Regions from separate parts of the Mus musculus genome. Here region 1 is linked to region 2. A link is a contact called in public HiChIP or PLAC-seq data. All regions are on one chromosome and are shown on one strand. Each heading gives the region's core, a stretch centred on a gene start, on an enhancer-like site or on the middle of the called end of the contact. The rest is flanking DNA. Distances are from core to core; before and after follow the strand shown.

What was found. HiChIP or PLAC-seq counts read pairs in DNA pulled down with a chosen protein or histone mark.
Region 1: an H3K27ac HiChIP or PLAC-seq map of embryonic stem cells shows a contact between it and region 2, with 7 read pairs. The contact joins two enhancer-like sites. A contact is called at or near these places in 1 of 15 datasets of contacts at CTCF or cohesin (the NIH/3T3 cell line), 3 of 484 Hi-C or Micro-C datasets (cerebral cortex, cortical neurons and stem cell-derived neural stem cells) and 1 of 115 datasets of contacts at active chromatin or transcription factors (embryonic stem cells).

Annotation. Positions count from the first base shown.
Region 1 is chr12:105,732,286-105,735,495 of GRCm38.p6, reverse strand. It overlaps Ak7 (adenylate kinase 7), which reads right to left. Exons shown (of 18, transcript NM_030187.1): 6 at 1,983-2,063; 7 at 518-606. Among named protein-coding and RNA genes, the nearest start is that of Ak7, 28 kb to the right of the region's middle. Within about 2 kb of position 1,650, at least 43 of the 459 cell types and tissues checked have an H3K27ac peak or open chromatin away from gene starts, as enhancers often do. A contact at or near this core is called in embryonic stem cells, where this site is marked.
Region 2 is chr12:105,075,481-105,078,631 of GRCm38.p6, reverse strand. All of the region lies in intron 2 of Gm31829 (a long non-coding RNA gene), which reads left to right. Among named protein-coding and RNA genes, the nearest start is that of Gm31829, 26 kb to the left of the region's middle. Within about 2 kb of position 1,886, at least 18 of the 459 cell types and tissues checked have an H3K27ac peak or open chromatin away from gene starts, as enhancers often do. A contact at or near this core is called in embryonic stem cells, where this site is marked.

The sequences.
Region 1 (3,210 bases), core at 401-2,900, 660 kb before region 2:
CTGGGATTAAAGGTGTGGGCCACCACACCCAGCAACAGTGTTTATTGAATGAGTTGCTTCTGAGGCTATGAGAGTCCTTGTGACCTCGCCCAGCCCTTCCCATAGGGGAACGTGAAGTTCCCCCGGCCATGGCCTCAGGATATACAATTTCCTTATTATTTGTAGGACACGTATAAGATTTGAATTCTGCCCCTGGGGAAGCTAAGGCTGGAGGCAGAGGAGAGTGAGACCCTGTTTCAAAGGGGGGGGGGGGGGGTTCAGGCTTACAGTTCGCTGCCCGGCTTTTGGAACTTTGTCTACCATTGCAACCCATCTTATCTGAGACAAAGGGGAAAAGAAATGGGTTGTTCAGCAGTGTACCCCAAGCCCTTTCTTTCCCAGGGCTGTTTCTCGGCTGACAGGGTCTCTAAGTGATGAAGCTACACTCGTGATCAGAAGTGTGGAGACATGGGGTGGATAATGAATGCTTCATCAGACACACTTCCGGGACACGCCACACATCAGGGAGGCCTCTTACCCTGCGAGGTCAACAACATGAATGGCCGGAATGCAATTGGTCCCATCTCCAAACACGGGTAGTGCGGGGACCTCGCCCAGCCAGGCCATCTGAAAGAGACGGGCAGGGGGCGTTTGCCCCAGCATGTGTTTCTCAGGGGGCTCCAGAAGCGCCACCGCGCACGCGCATGCCTGGCCTCTAGTTGTCCCTCTTGGGTCCCCTTCTCTCAGACTTTAATACAGTCAGCCCCATAAAAAAAATCTAATTGTCAACGCTTAGATCTCATCTTAACAATCTGCAGTATTTGACCCTACAGGCAACTCCGTTTTTTATGGGGTTTTTTGTTTTGTTTTGTTTGTTTGTTTCTGATAGACTCTTCCTGGTCACCATTGGCAACACTGCCTGCCATTTCTCTTTGTCCCTCCTGGGTCTCCCTCCCATTTCCCGTATCCTCCAGATCCTGTGGGTCCCAGTTCTCAGTCCTCCTGTGTGTGGACTCTCCAGGTGGCACAGTGGTGCCCATGGTTTAGATGCCTTCCTCACGCTCAGACCTCATGCCGACTCCTCACGCTGACTGACTCCTCATGCTGACTGACTCCTCACGCTGACTGACTCCTCACGCTGACTGACTCCTCATGCTGACTGACTCCTCACGCTGACTGACTCCTCACGCTGACTGACTCCTCATGCTGACTGGTCTTACCAGAGATACAGGCTTGATCTCCTCCCTCCTCGACTTTCTTTTTTATCATTTTTTTTTTTTAAATTTTCACCTTTCCTTAAAGCATAGCTGTGAAAAGACAGCCAGATATGTTTATGAACTTTCTCTTTAAATTTAAAGTTCTTACTATGTGAGGGAGCGAGTGTGTGTAGCGGTATGTGTCAAAGTACAAGTGTGACTTGGTTCTCCTACCATCACCCACTGAGGACTGAACCCAACCCTCTCATCCCCTCCCTCCTCTCCCCTTCCCCTCCCCTCCCCACCTCCCCTCCCCTCCCCTCCCTCTTCTCCCTTTCCCCTCCCCTCCCCACCTCCCCTCCCCCTCCCCCTCCTTTCTCTTTGTTCTCTGAGACAGAGTTTTACCATTGTCTTCTAGGCTGATCTCAGTCTCTCTCAGTCCTGCCTTTGCAGGCTGGCACCCCCTGCCTTATAAAACACAGTTGGAGAATGCACACAGTGGGCTGACAGATGGCTCAGCAGGTAAACACTTTCCAACAGGGACTCCACCAAGCTGTCCTCTGACTCGTGTATTGGAGCTGAGGCGTGTGCAGGCCCCAGCATACACATAATATACATGTATATAGTAGTAGTAGTAATAATAATAAATCAAATAAATGCCAACAAAGAATCCCCAGAGTCTCAGGCCCCGAGTGAGGTTGAAGGCAGGGACATGGGGTGAGGAAGTGGCTACTTTGTAACCTAACTTGAAAGTGAAATTAAAAATGAAGAAAGTAGAGTCTACTTAGTCCTTGGAAAAAACCAGACCTTAAAAAACGTGTGTAAGATGCCTCCTTCTGCTCCATACTGAAGTCCTGAGGCGACTACATAAGTTGCGAACTTTTTGGCCTAAATGGATAAAATACAGAGAAGGGGGGGTGGAGAGAGCGAGGGAGAGGAAGGATATAACATTAGTTATATTGAAGCAGACTTAGTAAGTTAAACGGACACCGTTACAGACTCTGCAGTCTTTTTTTTTTTTTTTTTTTTTTTTTTTTTGGTTTTTCGAGACAGGGTTTCTCTGTGTAGCCCTGGCTGTCCTGGAACTCACTTTGTAGACCAGGCTGGCCTCGAACTCAGAAATCCGCCTGCCTCTGCCTCCCGAGTGCTGGGATTAAAGGCGTGTGCCACCACGCCCGGCTTGACTCTGCAGTCTTTTCTGGGCTCTTTAGTTAGACACTGCTTAGGGCTGAGACAGGGTCCCTTATTGGAGAAGAAAAAACTGCATGAAATACAGAAATGTTCCCAGCCACCACTGACATTTAATGGGAATGAAGAACTAAATTAAGGCAGAGCTGTTCCTTGTGACAACACCTGTGAACTCTACGTTGGCCCCGAGGGGAAGGGAAGCTGTGAAAACAGGTCCTTCTAGAAGGATCTTCAGTCACCTTTCAGTCACCTATCACAGGGCTCACATGACTGTGAAGCTCAGGATCCGGTGGGGGTTTGCTTGGTTTGTTTTGAAACAGGGTCTCACGTAGCCCAGGCTAGCCTTGCACTCATTATGTAGCAGAGGATGACTTCTGCTTGGTGAGTGCTAGAGTCACAGCTGTGTGCCACCACCCCTAGCTTATGTGGGGCTGAGGATCAAACCGAGGGCTTTGTGCATGTTGGGCAAGCAATCTAGCAACTCAGCTATGGCCCCGGACCCTGTACCAGGTCTCAGTACGAGGGTTTTAATTGACATAAATGCTCTATTCTGCCCGGAGATGAAGTCATTGTGGTCTTGGTGACACTTCGTGGTGACCAAGCTGGCCTCAGTGGTAAGTGCCTAATGAAGCTGCTCTGGAGGCTAAGCTTGGAGGATTACTTGGGCCCATAAAGTGGGCAGACCAGCCTGGGTGTCTCAGCAAAACACTGACAAACTAGAGAGCTTTGTGCAATGAGTGTGGTTGGCACTGTTCGTTGTCGTTGTTGTTGTTTTGTTTTTTTCTGGATCGCTGACATGAGGTCCAAATACAAAAGACGGAGTGATGCCTAGGTTTCTTTCCCTTCC
Region 2 (3,151 bases), core at 637-3,136:
ACAGGATGCCCGAGAGGAGGGACAGCCAAAGGCAAGGATGCCTACAGCAGGCAGACATCCTCAGCTTGCCCATCCCAACATGAAATAGATATTTAGTTAATGGATGTGTACTGGCTGGTTTTGTGTGTCAACTTGACACAAGCTGGAGTTATCACAAAGAAAGGAGCCTCCCTTGAGGAAAGGCCTCCATGTGATCCAGCTGTAAGGCATTTTCTCAATTGGTGATCAATGGTGGGAGAGCCCAGCCCATTGTAGGTGGTGCCATCCCTGGGCTTCTACAAGAAAGCAGGCTGAGCAAGCCAGTAGGCAGCATCCCTCCTTGGCCCCTGCATCAGCTCCTGCCTCCAAGTTCCTGCCCTGTGTGAGTTCCAGTCCTGACTTCCTTTGGTGATGAACAGCATTGTGGGAAGTATACGCTGAATAAACCCTTTCCTCCCCAACTTGCTTCTTGGTCATGATGTTTGTGCAGGAATAGGAACCCTGACTAAGACAGGGTGTTAAGTGAAAAGATAAATACAACCTTTGTTTCCTTCAGAAGATGAAGGAGTTCTGGGTACAATTCTTCCAACCATAGTGTGTAGCCACACCAGTGAGCTGTAGAAGAGTGGGTACCCAGATCAATAGGGAACCCTGTTACATGTTTCCATCAAATAGGACATGAAACAGGGTTGAACTCGGTGCTCGTTGCTTTGAATAGGGTGACTGAAGCCAAAGGCGATGTGACTGGCTAGGGCAGGTGAGTGAGCGCATGTCTGGCCTCCTATGTGGTACTTCTGCCTCAGTTTTTTCGGACTGCGCCATCCAAGGCAGAGGCAGGCGACACCACTTGCTCTGCTCCACAGGAGGGCTCTGGCTAACCAGATCAGGGTGAAACTCCTGGAAATGGCCGCCACCTTTCCTCAAAGGATAAGGCACCAAGTTCTAAGCTGAACGATTCTTCCCAGCAAACTTTTTTTTCAAAGACAAAAGGGCATCAAGGTAGGTAGCAGGGACTTGGGAATCTTACCTGTTTGCGGAGTAGACACTTAAGCTCTTGAAGTCTCTGACAAAAGCCACTGATCTAAACCAGGTATGGTAGCTCACACCTTTAATCCCAGCATTCTGCCGGGCAGAGGCAAGGATGGATCTTCTTGAGTTCCAGGCCAGCCTGGCCTAAGACCAGTTGCCAGTGAGACTTTGTATCAACAAAACAAAACAAACAAACAAAACCAACCAATCTTCCACCTGGGAAGTATTTAAATACACAATAGACAGGAAATGCCTGGCTCTGCAGAGCCTCATTGTATTCAGAGGTCTTTGTTATTTTGTTTTGTTGGCAGAGACTGGGTTTTAATCTGCATGTGCTATCTATCTATCTATCTATCTATCTATCTATCTATCTATCTATCTATTATCTATGTATCTATGTATGTATGTATGTATGTATGTATGTATGTATGTATCTATCTATCTATCTATCTATCTATCTATCTATCTATCTATGTGTATACACACACACACACACACACACACACACACACATCCTCTTTGGCCCAGAACTAAAGCAAGTCTGCTTCCTTTCAGGACATCTCAGATCAGCCTTATTTGAGTGAAGACAAAACAGAAATGCCGGTTCCTGCCTATTTTAAAGGCCTCCCTAGAGCACAGCATGCCTTTCCATGTCATGTCATTGAAAGCAAGTCTTCACTCTCAGACTGAGTCTCAGCCGGCGTCTCTCCCTGCTCTGTCCTGCACCACTTTTGACCACTCTGGGTCTTCCTCTGTCCCAGGCCTCAGAAGGTGCCTCTCTCTGCCAACAGCTCACTCCTTTCACAGTAAGTGAAAGATCCTGTAGCCCAGCCCTGTATGTGCAGATCTTGCCCCATCTTCCAGACTATCTTCCTAGATTCCTAGAACACTTGTCCTTTTTGTTTTGCAAGTTGAGAGGACTCCACCTTCAAGTGAGCCCTGGGTTGGAATTCACCAGCTACGTGGCCTTAGGCAAATGGCTTGACCTCTCTGGGCAGACATTCTGCTATATACAGATAAACAACTTTAATTTGTAGAGCCATTGGGAATATTCAGTGACGAGCCTCGCACACAGGGCTCTTGGCTTTTTCCTCCCACTGGGCAGGCATCTCTGCCTGCTCCATCTTACATCGACTTCTCAGGGCTTCTCTGGCAAGTCCTTAGCTTGTCCTTCACACTGAAAACAATTGATTTGTCAGCTATTTGCCAGGGACTTTCCAAGGGCCTTCGGGAACAGGAGCGATAGGCTGGGACTAAAGCAGCTACAGATTCCTGTGCTGGTGTGTGTGTGTGTGTGTGTGTGTGTGTGTGTGTGTGTGTGTGTGTGAAGCTGGAAAACACAACATAAATAAAAAATATAAAAAGCTACTGTTTTATATGCTAGGATGAGGATAAATGCTGTCAAGAAAAAGAAGAAAACAGGGATAAAAAAATGGAGGAGACAGCTACAACAGCAGCAGGCTCAGTGGAGAACCGTCAAGAGCAACCAAAAAAAGAGCCGATTGTATCTCTTTGTTGGATGAATAAGTGAGGGAACAAAGGAAGTGAGAACCAGGTCTTATTTATTTCTTAGGGAAAATGTCTCGACAGCAAGACCCTGACATTTAATGAGATTTCTACCAAACCCAGATGATATCTAATTAATGGGAGGGAGGGGGAATTTGCAAAGTTTTGGTCCTGGAAGCCTATGGCTTCTTATAAAGAATGACATTCGGGATGTGGGAAGAAGTGGGGCGTGGGGGGGGGGGCTTCAGTCTGCAGGGGAAGTTTTAATTGACTTCCTGTGTAACTGATATTTATAAATTGCATCTGACAAGAGAAATCTGTTTGCTTAGCCATTAATTTCTCCAGCTAATTCCGCTATGAGTTTGCAAGACTTCCAGCACAGGCGGTGTGGCTGGTGCTTAGACCTCAGACAGACAAGGGGCTGGAGGCAAGAAGGAGGGGCTGGCATGGTGCGTGGGGGCGGGGGTTGGCTGAGGAGAATGCTTTTATCTACAAGGCTCCAGAAGATGGGCTGAATTTTAGCCATCTGGTGTCTGTGCCCTCCGGTGCTCCCTCACCATAGAGAAGAACACTGTAGAGAGACCGGGAGGTAGCTTTTCCTATGGCCAATAAGTCTAGCATCCCCAGGAGGTCACAG